2 separate regions of the Triticum aestivum genome follow, and region 1 is linked to region 2. The links are chromatin contacts, called in public Hi-C maps. All regions are on one chromosome and are shown on one strand. Each heading gives the region's core, a stretch centred on a gene start, on an enhancer-like site or on the middle of the called end of the contact. The rest is flanking DNA. Distances are from core to core; before and after follow the strand shown. Region 1 holds the start of LOC123159093 (leucine-rich repeat protein 2). Region 2 holds the start of LOC123161217.

Region 1 (4,357 bases), core at 1,015-3,514, 190 kb after region 2:
GCATCATTTGTAGATAAAACTTGAGATACATTCTTCAACAGCCCGGATTTAGTTCCGAACTGGCAAAGGCTTGCTAAACGGACCCAAGCGGTCAGCATAGCTGCGGTACTAAGCAGCTTATTACAATTTACAATACGGCAATAACAATCGATCAAGCTAAGACTTCTCACATCCCATTCTTTTCCTTCTGCGGTCTGAGTACCGAACGCAGACCCTACGCTCACATACCTTCTTCATCTTCTGCTGCATGTATCGCAAGCCATACATGTTGTAGTGCTAGGCTCCACACTATTTGTTGTACTACTATATTTTTTTGCCTTCCTTCCACGTGCATTGTCGTGTGCATCGGTGCTTCCTAGCATCCGAAGTCATAGGAAACCAATCCTTGCAGCTCCGGGCCGTTCAGCCTGCTGTTGTTCTCGAAGCTGAAAAATAACAGTTATGTCTTATTAGCATTCATCGCATGAACCCACTCACAGAGAAGATGCCATATTTGATATGAGAGCTATCAACTTATGAGTTATGAATGACTCAGCAGTCCGGAAAAAAAACTCATGAGACATGATTTCAAACACCATCATCATAACATTTCTAGCTTATGCAATCATGAAAAACTAGACCATCGCCCTTAAGAATTACAGTACAAATGTCTGAGCTTTTTAGGACTCCAGATGCACATTGGTTCTACAAAACATGCTAGTGGCCTTTGAGATATACCTTCGAAGAGGGAAGCTTGAGAATGGACCATCGACGGGGATCGTCCCACATAAGTCATTGTTAGACAAATCACTGCATGTCACAATGGCTTAAAAGTCAGCAACCATAGAGAATCAACAGCACAACTAAATCCGGTATACATATGTTAAGATGCACACTCACATGACTTTCAGGTTGGAGAGTTTGGCCAGCTCCCGTGGAATTGATCCAGCAAGTTTGTTGTTGTTCAAACGCCTATAAGAAATTGCTTTAGTACTCACTTAGGGAAAAATGTTCATATATGAATTAGGAGAGACAAACTTAGATCCTTTTCATACATTTAATGCTTAACTATGCCAAAAGCAAAATTTTAAATTGCATTTCAGTTTATTCAGAATTATGGGCACAACTTCCCAGCCATTTTGGGTACACCACTTGGACTAAAGAAAGATGCCATGAATTAGGAGTAGTTTTTTTAGAGGGGGCATTTGTACTGTGGAGGAATTAACTTCAATCAGAGGATAATACATACATGAATCTCAGTGAGCTGAGCTTGGAAAGGGACTTGGGGATTCTTCCGGTGAGCTTATTGGCATACAGATCCAAGCTGATCAAATTCTTCAGCTTGCCCAACTCTTTTGGGATCTCGCCGTTGAGGTTGTTCCTGTACAGCTCCCTGCAAATCAAGTTCCAATTGAGAAAATCAAACCATTTTGTTCCGTTCGAATAACAGAAACGGTGGAATTCATCATCGTAGGGGCACATACAGGTACTGAAGATTCACAAGGCGGCTGAGCTCGGGGCCGATGGAGCCGGAGACGTTGGAGTTGCCTAAATCCCTGCAGAAGTTTGCCATAAAGAGTGTCAGACAACACGGTTATCCAACCAACAGGATGCAATATTGTTGAACTATGACAGACAGACGCCACAACTACTGATTATGCTTGCAAGTTGTTCTTTTTTATATACAAATCGGCCCTTTTGAATGAACAGTTAGTATGATTATTCAACTAGTATTGCTTAAGCTATCAATCCCTTAAACAAGAAGCAAGTGCAAGACCAAAGATGAAAGACCATGGATATCCTTTGCCGGCACGCAAGCAGCTTGACCTAGTAGTAGTTTAAATCGAGCTTTGTTTCTGGGCTAATCTGAGCAAGCGCTGGGAAACCCTTGAAGATAAAAGCTTGATTGAGCGAGAGGGGAAGGACTGTAGCTTACAGGCGGACGACGCGGCTGGCGCTGTCGCAGGTGACGTGGAACCAGGTGCAGGGGTTGACGAGGGTGGGATCCCAGCTCTGGAGCACGCCGTTGGGGTCCGACAGCCGCATCCGCAGCGCGTACAGCGCGTCCCCCTCCTCGTTGGACGCCCGCGCCGCGCCGGCCGCCAGGCCCAGGAGCAGGGCGGCGCCGACGAGGAGGAGGGAGGAGGGCACGCGGGGCGCCATGGCGGCGAGGAGAGGCCGGGCGCGGGGGGAGGAGGGCGGAGGAGATCGACGGAGCTGCTGCTGCTGCTCTGCTCTGCTCTGCTGTAGCGTGGGAGGAGGAGGACGGGTGGTTGTGGAAATGGGAAAGGCGCTGCGTGACCGAGTGGTGTGGTCAATACGGCGAAGGATGGGTACCAAGTCCACGGTCAAACTTTGGACCGAGCACGCGGTGGAATCATTTTATCTGCAAAGGCTCACTGGGGTGGAAGTTGCGTCAGTAATGAAAAGTGACAAGGACAGGAGGTAGAAAATGAAAAAGGAAAGATGGAACGAACCGATCAAAAAGCTTGTACATGGAACTCAAAGATATAATGCAGGCAAAAGCAAATTCATGATCTTAGGAACCATGATGTCGAAGCCATACACATCAGACCTCGCTGAGAATTTCCTACTAGACACGATATACTCAAGGATCCATATAACCACCGCAAGATTAAAATTGAATTGACACCTGAATCGTAAAAAATCTTTAAAATCTCGATAGAACAATTTAGAATTGAAGTCTCAGTGAACATAGTTGTAGAGAAAATAGACCTCAGCTCGAGGCATTTTCTCTGCCCCTTCTTACCCTGAAAAAGTAGGGTCACCGACCAAGCTCTTGGTTGGCATGCATTCGTACACAAGAATCATCTCTTTCTTGTTGAATTTGAAACCCCATAAATCCCTTTTCCCTCTGAATGCAAAACCAAAGTATCCTAATTACATTGCAGTTTTAAAGATTTGCAGTTATTTCAATCTCAGTAGTGAATTCTGCTGAACCTTGAATAGATGATGATGTCAATCTTTTGACGGCAATCTCAATCCCACTAGTTAGTTTTCCCTAAAACCTCGATATCAAGTTCAAAAAGTAAATATCAACTTTTCTTTGGTGGATGAAGAAAGACAAATGTATCTACCCCTCGTTTCACTAAGCACAAATACCTGAAGACTTAAGGGATCTCAAGACTCTTATTTACAATATAGGAAATCAAAAGTGAATATAATATTAGTACATAATGGAACATAACTGATCAAAATTTAGGCTCATGATAGAAAATAACGCCACTATGGAGAACACGTACAATCTAACTAGTGACTAAGCTCCCAGGAAATCCACCCTCCTGGTGAATCGTGGCTGGCGAGCAGGCGATTGTCCCCCTGTCCCGTAGGTCCCAGTTGTCAGGTCGGTTTTTTTTAACCATCAAAAAAAGTTGTCAGGTCGGTTTGCGTCGTGCTATCGCTACCCCCACACATCCTCCCTCTCTCTATCTCTTCCTCCAATATCTTGTTCCCGACTCGCCGCCCAACTTCTCACCCATCTGTGGCCGCCACCGGCCATCTCCTCCACCGCCGCAGCCCCCATCTAGATCCGAGTCCAGCAACCCTCGGGCCTATCTCTTCCCAACAAAAAAACCAAGCTGACACCCCGACAAACCCTAGGATTGAGCACCCGTGCTGCATCCGGTTCTTCCCACTGCTCCTCCCACAGCCGTTAGCTCCATGTTGTGTTCTTCTCGCCTTCTCCGCAGCGTGTATGTGCCTTGCGCCGCCCATCGCGACCCCAGTCAAAGGGGATTTTTGATTTGGTATGGGACTGGGTGAGGTGATTGATGACTGAGATTTCTATGGGCGTCTTCCTGCTGTGGGTGGGGGGCGCTTCAGTCGCCGCTGTACGGGCTGGCCGTCCTGGTCTTCTTCCTGTTTCGGCTACCGCTCTCCATCCGGATTGGTGCCTTTCTTTTCTTTCATCGTTGGCTCTTTGGTGATGTTGCGTGGTTCTTGCACACAGGTATGGTTTTTGGCATGGTAGCTATGGAAAGAAAGAAACGGCACGAACGTTGGGCTTCAGTTGACGACGTGGTGCATGCCATTAGGCTTGCATTACATAACTGGAGACTAGCAGGTGCCAAGTGCTTGCTTGGATCGTTAGGGGATCTGTAGATAGACCTCCTGTCCCTTCTTTTTTACATTCTCTTAATTTTATTTATCCTTGCCGTGCGGCAATGTAAATTTTCTACTACCTTCTTAATCAATGAAATGCTGGTAGTCGCTGGAACTTTCAGAAGAAAAAACTGGGTTGTGATGGTCGTCAGCCGATCATTGTTCGATGGTTTTCCTAATGTGCCCCATGGTGGGGATGTTGGGGCTGAGGGGCAGGTGGATGAGCCTGGTTCTTGTGGTCATGGTGGCAGTGCCG
Region 2 (4,251 bases), core at 1,073-3,572:
CAGGGAACGGATAAGGCCTCCAGCACAAACGTACACCCCGCATGACGCATGGCCCATCATCCTCTCCTCTCTTCACGCGCGACGTGACACCCGTTTCCTCTCTCGTTAATCGTTATCGCTTATCCTCCGCCCCCAAAGCTTATCCCTTCCATACCACTTTTGACATCCTTGTCGCCCTACCCTATCTCTCTGCACGTCACGTCGCTACTAAGTATTAATTTGGCCTTGTCCCCTTGATCTTTTAACATACGCTAATGTGGGAGCATCTCACCGTCTGTGCTTGGATGGTGAAGGCCTGAAGTGACCACCACTTGACGTCCCCTGGTCGAGCACATACGGTATCTCTGATTCAAGGATTTTCAGAGAATTTTCGGAGCACTGAGACCTTTAGAATTTCTGCTCTCGCCCCGCTTCGTACATAAAGAACAAACCAACCGAACCGAAGTGCACGGCCCAACGATATAGTACTCCACAAAATTTTCGGAGTATATTTCAATTGCTTGATTCTTCATAGGATGAATTCTCCATAAGATTTTCATACTGGTTTCTCTGATCACCCAAACCAGTTGAAAACAATCCGTTCTTTTCTATGACACAATCAAACAAGAAGCCAAATCATATAGACTTCGAATGGGCGTGATATTTCGGCCCTACATTTTTTTTTCTATTCATGTACGGTTTAAATCCTACAAATCAAAGAGGCCCTACAAGAGATAAAAAATATGGATCACGATGAACCCTTTTGCCGATATAGTATTTTTCAGAACACAAATTATGTACAATAGCACCACTTCACCAACCATAGTACACAGATATGGTCAAGTATATATGGTGCTCGGCAACTGTTAGTACTCTCAATTATTAGTTTGTATTATATTACATATGTGCAATGCACTGCTAAGAAACATCCTAGAGATCGACTTAGAACACACATGTCGATGATCAATCGGGGCTCTTACTTGCTTGATCTGCATGCATACCTTGGCGCTATACTAGCATTGAAAAGGTTAATCGGGCTTCTTCTCTCCAATGAGATAGAACACTGGCATAACTTGTAGGCTAGGATGGATATCACATGCACCATGTTCGGTGCTCCCTCTCCCTCTCTTTGCATGTCAATGCAACTACTAGCAGCTAGTAAAAGAATTAAGAAAAACCTAAGCTCTATGCGGCCATTGGTGATGTGAGCTGAGATGAGTGAGATCCCGGAGTACTACAAAGTAGGATCCATCCATCCATCCATCCATCTTGTCTCCTCCCTAGTAGTTTGTTTCCATTACTAATTCCCTTGCAACTTGCATGCATATGCATGTCTTTTCTCTTTTGGATCAATTTGATCGGTGCACGTACGGCGTCCCTGGATCAGTTGATGATCAGCCACTGCCGCCGGAGCCGCCACCGCCGCCGTTGATGACGCCGTCGTTGCCGATGTTGAAGGACGGCTCGGGCGGCAGGAAGGGCGGCAGCGCGGTGAGCGAGGTGGAGGAGACCCGCCGGATGGAGCAGCACCGCAGGATCCGGCGGCGCTTGTTGAAGGGGTTCTCCGGCTTGGCCAGCACGTCCTTGCTGCTGGTGGTGCCGGCCCCGGCCACGTCCTGCAGGTTCGCGAACGACCGCGACTTGCCGGAGAAGAAGCTCGACAGCCCCCGCCTGCCAAATCAAGAACTCGCAAATTAACCCACCGACCGAACCGAGAATTCGCCGTTCTTGCAAGAAAGAATTGGTAGGGTTGTTAATGGGGATGATTAAGGGAAGGGAGGTAAAGCTGGTTAATTACTTGATGGGGAGGGCGTCGTCGAGGGCGTCCAGGCTCGCGAGCCCGCCGGTCTTCTTGGTCCTCCTCTGCCACGGCGTCTCCCTGGCGCTCTCCACCTCCTCCCCTTCCTCCTCGTCCCCCTCGGAGACGGGGCCAATGGAGGACCGCTCGTTTTCCGCCTCGGCGGCAGCCTCGGCCTCCCTTTCCTCCTCTTCCTCCACCGTCTCCAGCACGAACAGCCCGTGGCCCTCACCGCCAAGCCGCCCCCCTTGCACCGCCGCCACCACCTCCTCCTCCTCCTCCTGGTAGTGCACGACGTCCTTCCTCTTCCTCGCCCCGCCACCGCCGGCACCACCGCCGCACATCCCGGACGGAGCCACGGGCGCGGGCCCCACGGCCGCCGCCGCGGTAGCCACAACGGACATCGCGTCCGGCCGTGAAGGGTGCTGCAGCTGCTCTCATCAATGGCGCCCGCAGGCCTCGGCGCGCGGCTCAGACGCCCATGGCCTCGGCCACCATTGGAGCTGCTATTATTGCTCTCGTCGCGATGGTTCGGAGGACAGAAGGAGAGGATGGGAGCGGCGCGGGGGAGTATATAGGCCGGCTCCGGGGCCGGGGAGGGAGACGGGTGGACAGGGACGCGTGGAGGGGGGGACGTGTCGGAAGGGGCGAGGGTGACGGGCGCGCCGGACAGCGGAGGCTGCATGCACGCCAACACGTTTTGGCTTAGCCTTTTGCGTGCCCATGCCCCGTATATGGCGCGCCTTTTGTTTTGCCTATTCAAAGCTTATCGGCAACCATGGCTTCCTCTTCTAGCACTTTCCGTCTCATTTCCGTGAAGTTTCCCGGGTAATTTCTTGCCAATGCTATATATTTTGAATCGCCTCAAGCTACAACAATGAGTGTCGTGCGGATCATGGGAAGACCTTCACTAGGTTCGTGACACAATGGCGTATGATAGTTTACAATGTTTCTTTGTCACGAGATAGTAAAGTGATCACAATCAAGACACACATACAACCTACATATACAACACATTCATGTCACCACAGACTTGTGAAATTTGGTGTCTCGGATGCATGCTATGAATAGAGCGGGACATAAGAGGTTCACTTAATATGGCCACCTAAAATGTCGTATTCAATTTTTTGCTTTAGCTTAGCCTTTTGCATGTCCATGCCCCATATATGGCGCGATTTTTGTTTTGCCCAAATCAATGCCTTATCGGCAACCATGCTTCTATGGGTATCCCATGTGCAACATGGCATCTCACTCTTCACCTCTTCTCCTTGCCACGTCCCTCCGCACTTCCATCATGTTTCCAGGTGATCTCTTGCCAACAATATAAATTGGCATTGAGTAGGGAAGGTTCCTACCAATAATTAATACCACATTTAGTGAAGTAAAAAAGGATGTTGGGTGTTTATTTTTTTTGGTTTACATGCGAAGGAGTCCAAAAACCGATGGGTCATTATAAAGGCAGTCTCAATGCCACTCACCATGGCGAGTCCGTGTTGGCCACTCTTGTTATATTTATATTTAGGTCTAGCATCAAATGTTTATGTTTTAGCTGCATAGATTTATTTTTTGTGTTCATTTAGTGGCTTTCTGCTCAGCCCACATAGACTCCCTATGATGAGCAGCGGCCCTCCAACTCAAAGGACGTTCCTAATACTTACTTTCCGTTTAATTTTCAATAAAGTGTCATAATCAGTTCAGAGTTTCGTCCAGCCGGCATATACTAAATTTACAACCAATTCATAGTTTAAGAGTTGAAATTGTTCTGGTATTTTTGTACCTATCATAATCACATGTATTTTTTAGCAAATTGTACTAGAGGGGGGCATGGATGCGTTGAGGGGAAGACGTGTCGGAAGCAGCGTGGGTGACAGCTGCGCACACATGGGAGGTTACATGCACCCACCCGCGGGGCAACATGTTTTACCTTACACTTTCGCGTACCCATGCCCCATATATGGTGCGGCTTTTGTTTTGCCTAATCAAAGCCTTAGCATCATCCACGCTCCTCTATGTACCCCGTACACAAACATGGTATCTCCCTCTCGTCTCTTCTTTGTTGCCACTTTCCCTCCCTTTCTCGCCATCTTTTCAAGGTAACTTCTTGCCAACAATGTTCATCGGCATTGGGTGTGGAAGATTCACATTGATATTTAATAGTACATTTCAGTGCACTAATAGTATGTTGGATGATGCTTTGTTTGTTTACATGTGGTGGCAATCAAAAAGACTATGTGTCGTTATAAACGTAATCCCAATGCCACTCACCGTAGCGGATCCATGTTGGCCATTCTTTGTTATGTTTGTGTTTGGGCCTAACGCCGGATCATTGTGCTTTAGGTAGCATAGATTTGTTTTTCGTGTTCATTTACCGATCCTCCACTCAGCCACATAGATTGCATTGGTGAGTAGTGACCCTCCATCTCATATCATCCATGGTGGTGGTCTCCTTGAATGAAGTCGTCCCCAACAAAATC

What was found. A called contact is a pair of places that touch in the nucleus more often than the background predicts.
Region 1: a Hi-C map of leaf shows a contact between it and region 2, with 2.9 times the contacts expected there. The contact joins the promoter of LOC123159093 here to the promoter of LOC123161217 in region 2. A contact is called at or near these places in 2 of 5 Hi-C or Micro-C datasets (both in leaf).

Annotation. Positions count from the first base shown.
Region 1 is chr7B:582,194,264-582,198,620 of IWGSC CS RefSeq v2.1, forward strand. LOC123159093 (leucine-rich repeat protein 2) reads right to left here and starts at 2,265. Exons shown (of 6, transcript XM_044576897.1): 1 at 1,916-2,265; 2 at 1,464-1,535; 3 at 1,229-1,372; 4 at 880-951; 5 at 718-789; 6 at 1-425. The coding sequence starts at 2,142. The coding sequence ends at 356.
Region 2 is chr7B:582,003,339-582,007,589 of IWGSC CS RefSeq v2.1, forward strand. It overlaps LOC123161217, which reads right to left and starts at 2,323. Exons shown (of 3, transcript XR_006480604.1): 1 at 1,778-2,323; 2 at 1,248-1,650; 3 at 748-1,213.